Linked DNA regions of Hordeum vulgare: region 2 is linked to region 1. Evidence: chromatin contacts called from public Hi-C data. All regions are on one chromosome and are shown on one strand. The core of a region is the stretch at or near the end of the contact, and the rest is flanking DNA. Distances in the headings are between cores, read along the strand shown. Region 1 overlaps LOC123449179 (subtilisin-like protease SBT1.6). Region 2 holds the start of LOC123449180.

Region 1 (3,302 bases), core at 371-2,870:
GGGTGGCCAAGGGCGTCGCGCCCAAGGCCAGGGTGGCCGCGTACAAGGTGTGCTGGAAGGGCGCCGGCTGCCTCGACTCCGACATCCTCGCCGGCTTCGACCGCGCCGTCGCGGACGGCGTGGATGTCATCTCCGTGTCCATAGGCGGCGGCAACGGCGCGGTGTCGCCGTTCTATATTGACCCAATTGCCATCGGCTCGTACGGCGCCGTTTCGCGGGGAGTGTTCGTGGCCACCTCCGCAGGAAACGAAGGGCCCGCTCCCATGTCAGTGACCAACCTCGCCCCGTGGATCGCCACCGTGGGCGCCGGCACCATCGACCGCAACTTCCCCGCGGAGATTGTGCTCGGCGACGGGAGGCGCATGTCAGGAGTGTCCCTCTACTCCGGCAAGCCCCTGGCCAACAACACAATGTTGTCTTTGTACTACCCCGGGAGGTCAGGTGGGCTGTCAGCTTCGCTGTGCATGGAGAACTCCATCGACCCGTCGCTTGTGGCCGGCAAGATTGTCATCTGCGACCGCGGGAGCAGCCCACGCGTGGCCAAGGGGATGGTTGTCAAGGATGCTGGTGGTGCGGCCATGGTTCTTGCCAACGGAGAGGCCAACGGCGAAGGTCTGGTAGGAGACGCCCACGTCCTCCCTGCTTGCTCGGTGGGCGAGAACGAGGGCGACGCGCTCAAGGCGTATGCTGCCAACACCACCAACCCGACCGCAACAATTGTGTTCCGGGGCACGGTCATCGGCGTCAAGCCGGCTCCCCTGGTGGCCTCCTTCTCGGCGCGCGGGCCGAACGGACTCGTCCCGGAAATCCTGAAACCGGACTTCATCGCTCCCGGCGTCAACATCCTCGCGGCGTGGACGGGCGCCACCGGTCCAACCGGCCTGGAAGCCGACGCCCGGCGGACGGAGTTCAACATCCTGTCGGGTACGTCCATGGCGTGCCCGCACGCGAGCGGCGCCGCGGCGCTGCTCCGGTCCGCGCACCCTGGATGGTCGCCGGCGGTGATCCGCTCGGCGCTGATGACCACGGCCATCGTGACCGACAACCGCGGCGGCGCCGTGGCGGACGAGGCCGAGCCCGGGCGCGCCGCGACGCCGCTCGACTACGGCGCGGGGCACATCGCGCTGGGCAAGGCCCTGGACCCGGGGCTGGTGTACGACATCGGGGACGAGGACTACGTGGCGTTCATGTGCAGCATCGGGTACGCGGCCAACGCGATCGAGGTGATCACGCACAAGCCCGTGTCGTGCCCCGCCGCGACGAGCAGGAAGCCCTCAGGGTCCGACCTGAACTACCCGTCAATCTCGGTGGTGCTCTACGGCAACAACCAGTCGAAGACGGTGATCCGCACGGCGACCAATGTCGGCGCCGAGGCGTCCGCGACGTACAAGGCGCGCGTGGAGATGGCGAGCGGCGGCGCGTCCGTGGCGGTGAAGCCGGAGAAGCTCGTATTCTCCCCGTCCGTGAAGAAGCAGAGCTTCGCGGTGACGGTGTCGGCGGCGTCCGCTCCCTCTACGGCGGCGCCGGTGCACGGGCACCTCGTCTGGTCAGACGGCCGCGGGCACGACGTCCGGAGCCCCATCGTGGTGACGTGGCTGCAGCCCATGTGATTGACAAGTGCCCAGAGCGGTTGGCGATAAGGCAGTGGCGAGTGAGCAGAAGTCAGAGAGAGTTGGACTGCGGTGGTAACGGTTGCGGTCGGGGGCGCTGCGCATTGAAGGTGGCAGGCCGCAGTAGTTTAATTACGTAGGGCCTTTTTCTCTGCTGAGATCGATTAAAGCGCAGGCAGTGAGACAGTAGTCCTATATAGAGTACAGTGACAGCAGTTTGTTTGCTTTCGCGGGCAACGCCAGTTGCCGCGGGAGCAACGGAAAGAAAGGTCCAAACATGACAAAAGCGGAGAAACTCTAGTAGTATTACTGTAGTAGTTCCAGTGTAACTTTTGTGTAGCTGCTGCATTCTCTTCAACTAAATCTAATGTAAACTTTTGTCTGTTTATGGAGCCATGCCATTTTGTACGGGCCTGCCCATGAGATCTTGCCTCTGTGTACCGCCGAATTTCCAGATGGATGGGCACAAAACCTCTTGAGCAGCTGCAAGTTTTTATAATTGTACAGAAAGATGATAAAGTTCGTTGGATGCTCGGTATCCGGTGCCTTTTGGGTCGTTTTCCACGGGCACTCACTTTGCCCGGCAGCGCCAGCAACGAGGAAAGCGAGGGCTGATGCTTCTCGAGTTCCGCGGGTACTCGAATAAGCAAATGCCATCATTCTTGGACTGGCTTTCATCCACAACGTGAACACACCTGGTAGAATCGTCCATCTTCTCCGGTCGACCGGGGTGCGTCTTGACGAGGACTTCCATCCTGCGATGCAGGTCTCCACTTACATAAAGATATGCGGCTACACAAGATATCACTAGTCCAAATCGTTCTTTTCTTTTACCCGAAGGCAATGCGTTATCTTGTGTGCTTTAAACATAAGTTGCTGCTCGTAGTGGCGAAGCCTTTTGCCCCAACAGCACTTTGCGGATGGTGTTCATGCTCTCCTCGCGGGTATGGTGCTTCGTGGTCGTGATATCGTTGAGTCTGCGCGGATCGGCGTCGGTGACTGATGTCGGGTTAAAAGTAGATGGGGTATCGTCGTTCTTACCATCGTGGTTGAGTGTATTTTGATGTGAGTGACACATGATGCGTTGCGACAGGAATGGGGACGGCAGTACACATGGGTTGCTCTCTTACGAGCATAATCACGCAGGTGGTGGGTCTCCTTCAAGGTTGTGTGGGCAAGGGAAGTTGCTGCAGCGACTGGATTGAACGTGCCATCTCTCGTATGGAGGAAGCGTTTTATATTTAGATATGAGAATCTAACATCACCGTGTCCATCCTCGCGGCCTCATGGTGGCACGAAGGAGTTGTCGAGCGAAAGCTCCGTGCCTTGATGCTAACGACGTGTCACTCGTGGGTGTCACGCTTTTTTTGAAGACGTCGTCATGGTTCTTCTCTTCATGTCATGGATCAAGGTGAAGACCATTGTCCGGTGAACTTGACAACAGCAACGCTCTGCGTAATTCTCCCTCTTGGTGACATTGTCGTGGAGCTTAGATGTTCTAGCTTGTAGCATCAAGTGTATTTAGATTTTCATGTGCTTTTTGCTGGTGTGTTCTGCGTGATCAGATATCATAGGATCGGCTTTGTAAGAAGACTACTTCATCATTTTGTATCTTTTGATTGTGTTTTTTTTTTGCTTTATAAATAAAGCGGGACGAAAGTTTATTTCAAGGAGATGTGGCAACTTCAAATA
Region 2 (3,302 bases), core at 599-3,098, 220 kb after region 1:
GCATCTCAAATGGATTTGAAAAAGACTAACTAGGTGCTACCTCTTACACTTCAAATGAAATTAATGTGATTAGGTGTTTGTACTACCTCTATTTTTTCCTCAAACTAAGTGAACCAATCCAAATTGGGGAATCAATTAAAGAAAGGAAGCAACATAGTGCTGAACTATAGAGTTATGTGGTTGGGTAGGTAAGAGTCCAAGGACCAAGGATAGGGAACTCGCCCTTAGTGTAAGTGTGTAACCACCATCCTGTTCTGATCCTAAGGTAGAAGAGGCCATGCCGCTTACTAGGAGCTTTGATTATTCATTGGTTAATCCAAACAAGATGCACGCACTACAGTGGCAGCCATTTATAATGGGCTTAGCTGAATAAAACTGTCCCTATCTTAAACTTACCCAGACTCCTCTTTATGATTCCAACTCTTCCATTTCTAATTTACTGCTACTGTGGACTTGACAGATAGAACACTATGCATAGCACACAAATCTAACAACATAGTTATATGGATAAATAAAAATGGGAATCCTATCCTACTGTGTATTTCAGAATAGATCAAGATAGTAATGCCATTAGATTTGTCATGAAAGACAGTTCGTGTGTGTTTCAGTGTCTTCAATGTGATGTATTCTCTTTAGTTAATCAACAAAGTCGAACAGTTTACTAAAGGATAAAACTAAATAACTAATATGTCACGTACTGGCTTTGCTAGAAACTACTCCCTCCTTCCCATAATATAAGAGCGTCTTTTATCCTTTTCTTCTGGTACTCACATCAGAATCATACCAGTTGCCTGCATATCCACTAATTTCACAACTGACTTGGTATTGTTGTTAGTCAATTTTGTTCATTTGTGGTCATTAAGTACACTCAAATGGTTCATTGTGTGGTAATAATAGCATCATACTCATCACAACTTACATGATCTCATGGTGGTCATGTTTTCTCCAGTGTGGAATCAGCTTTGTATAATTCTTGTTAACGACATATTCTTTTCTTTCATAAGGGAGGAGACAATTCAACAATGTCGGTTAGATCAGTAGTCATGTGGCCTCATGGCTGCGAACTGTAGAATCTATGTCTTTAAATGATGTTCTATGACTGGCAACAATGTGTTTGACATGTAAGCCTTTTATGGCACATGCGCTTCTACACATTATATATTTAATTGTTTACAACTGTCAAGCATGGGTCGTTTGCTTGTATGACCGCCTGAGTAGGTGTGGAATTTAATCTGCACTATTTGAGATTGAATACTTGAAACCAACACTACCTTTTACTCTAAATAAAGTTGCAAATAGGTAGTTCTTATTTGAGTAATCAATAAGGCTGGGTAGTCTTTCTAGTGCTTGCTAGAGTGCTCTGTATAGCTGAAAGCTGCGTAAATAAATCATATTTAATGCACAAGCAGTTTTTAGTTCAGCTGCAATCTACTCGTAAAATTGCTGTGTTATTCTCATGTCACCCAAAGAAAGAGGGGAGAGGGATTAGAAGAGACTCAAACACTAGGGGATTGGGTGTCTACCGTGGTCTCTGGTACGCTCTGAGTGGGCGAATGCAAGGGAAGAGAGGGAGCAGCCTGGGCGGAGGCTGCAGGTCGACGGAAGACGAGCAGGGGGAGACGGAGGGAGCCGCCGCCGTCGGGGCTAGGGCAGCACGGCCGGATGTAGAGGAGGGCGAGGAAGGAGTAGGAGAGTTATTACCTGAGGGGAAGTCCTTCGTCGTCGTCGGACTTGTCGCCGGAAGCACCGAGTCCGTCCGCTCGTGCGCCGTCACCCCGTCGCCTCGATCGGTAGGGTTCCTTCGCCTCACGACGCACGCCCAAATCCCGGCCAATCACTCTGCTTTTCTCTCTCTCTTTCTCTCTTTTTAAGGAAAGAACGATCTCTGCCGGTGTGTGCGCGAGGGCAAATACGGCCCAGCCCATGGAGTACCTTGTGGGCGGGGAATTCTTAGTCCCTGTTTGGAACCATAATAGATTATGATAATCTGGATTATGAAGATAGATTATATAATCTGTTTTATAAAAATAATCTAGGTGACCATGTTTGGAGGCCAGATTATATAAACTGTAATCCAGGTTTTACATTGCATAATGATCTGTCTGCCCTCTGTTTTTTTTTAAAGGAGGATGGCGGTGGTAGGAATGTAATTATCTCCAACTTTACAAGGGTAATGGGTCATTAGCAATCCATAATCTGATTTTAGCTGGTATAGAGTAGATTATGAGTTTTTAATAATCTATCCATCTAGTTTTATAATCTACACCATAAGCTGTCCTGTTTGGAGACAAAATAGATTATAAAAACTAGATTATATAATCTGGATGGTTTCAAACAGGGCCTTAGTCGACGACCGCACGGGAATATACTATCTGCCACTCGTGGCGTTAAGCAGTAGGCGCTTCACAGGCGAGCGACTGAGCAGCAACGCAACGGGCCAGCCCATATACCTGCTCGACCGTTCCGGTTTTGGAACCAGGTTTCAATCATTTTTTTTTTGTTTTTGGAAACTTTAAGAAGGTTTCCTGAACCAGTTTTTTTCCTTTTTGTTTTTTTCTGATTCTGTTTCAAAAAAAACTGATTTCAAAAAATGTTGCTCAAATTTAAAAAATGTTCTTTCTTTGTAAAAAATTGTTCCGAATTTTAAAAAAATATTCTGGATTTTGCAAAAAAAAATTGGATTTTCAAAACGTGTTCTTGATTTTCGGTAAAAAAATAATTTCAGAAAATTGTTTCGTAATTCGAAAAATTGTTCCAAAAAATGTAAAATAATCTTCCTGAATTTGAAAAAAAGCTCCAGATTTCCAAACAAATGTTCCGAAATTTGAGAAAATGTTCCGAAATTTGAAAAAAAATAAGAAATTTTAAAAATGTTCAGAAATTTGAAACAATGTTCCGAAAATTGGAAAAATATTCACGAATTTAAAAACATGTTCCGCAATTTCGAAAAATTGTTCCGAAATTTGAAAAAATGTTCCAAATTTCTACCTAAATTTTTCATCTTTTCAAGAAAACTATTCATGACTTTTATCTAAATATATCCAATTTTATCCTTTGTTTTCTGTTAGTGCGCCGGCCTAGTCACGATTTCTTTGTACGTCCACGCACTGCTGAACGTAAAGAGCGTCCAATAGGTACTCCCGACCGCAAGCGCCTGTCGCTCGTTGCGGTAGGAAGTTCCTCACACGCACAGTGCGTCACCCAGACTGTGCCGGCCCTGTTTTTATTTGTCTCACAAAAATCTGATAAATAGCTTTTTCTTTTTCTGTTTTTTGTTATTTCCTTTCTATTATTATTTCTTG

The links. A called contact is a pair of places that touch in the nucleus more often than the background predicts.
Region 2: a contact with region 1 is called in a Hi-C map of leaf, with 4 times the contacts expected there. The contact joins the promoter of LOC123449180 here to the enhancer-like site in region 1. A contact is called at or near these places in 1 of 6 Hi-C or Micro-C datasets (leaf) and 1 of 1 datasets of contacts at active chromatin or transcription factors (embryo).

The regions. Positions count from the first base shown.
Region 1 is chr4H:508,272,626-508,275,927 of MorexV3_pseudomolecules_assembly, forward strand. LOC123449179 (subtilisin-like protease SBT1.6) reads left to right here. Exons shown (of 1, transcript XM_045126290.1): 1 at 1-2,018. The coding sequence ends at 1,610. Among protein-coding and RNA genes, the nearest start is that of LOC123449179, 2.8 kb to the left of the region's middle. Within about 2 kb of position 1,621, at least 3 of the 3 cell types and tissues checked have open chromatin away from gene starts, as enhancers often do. A contact at or near this core is called in leaf, where this site is marked.
Region 2 is chr4H:508,495,954-508,499,255 of MorexV3_pseudomolecules_assembly, forward strand. LOC123449180 reads right to left here and starts at 1,849. Exons shown (of 6, transcript XM_045126292.1): 1 at 1,702-1,849.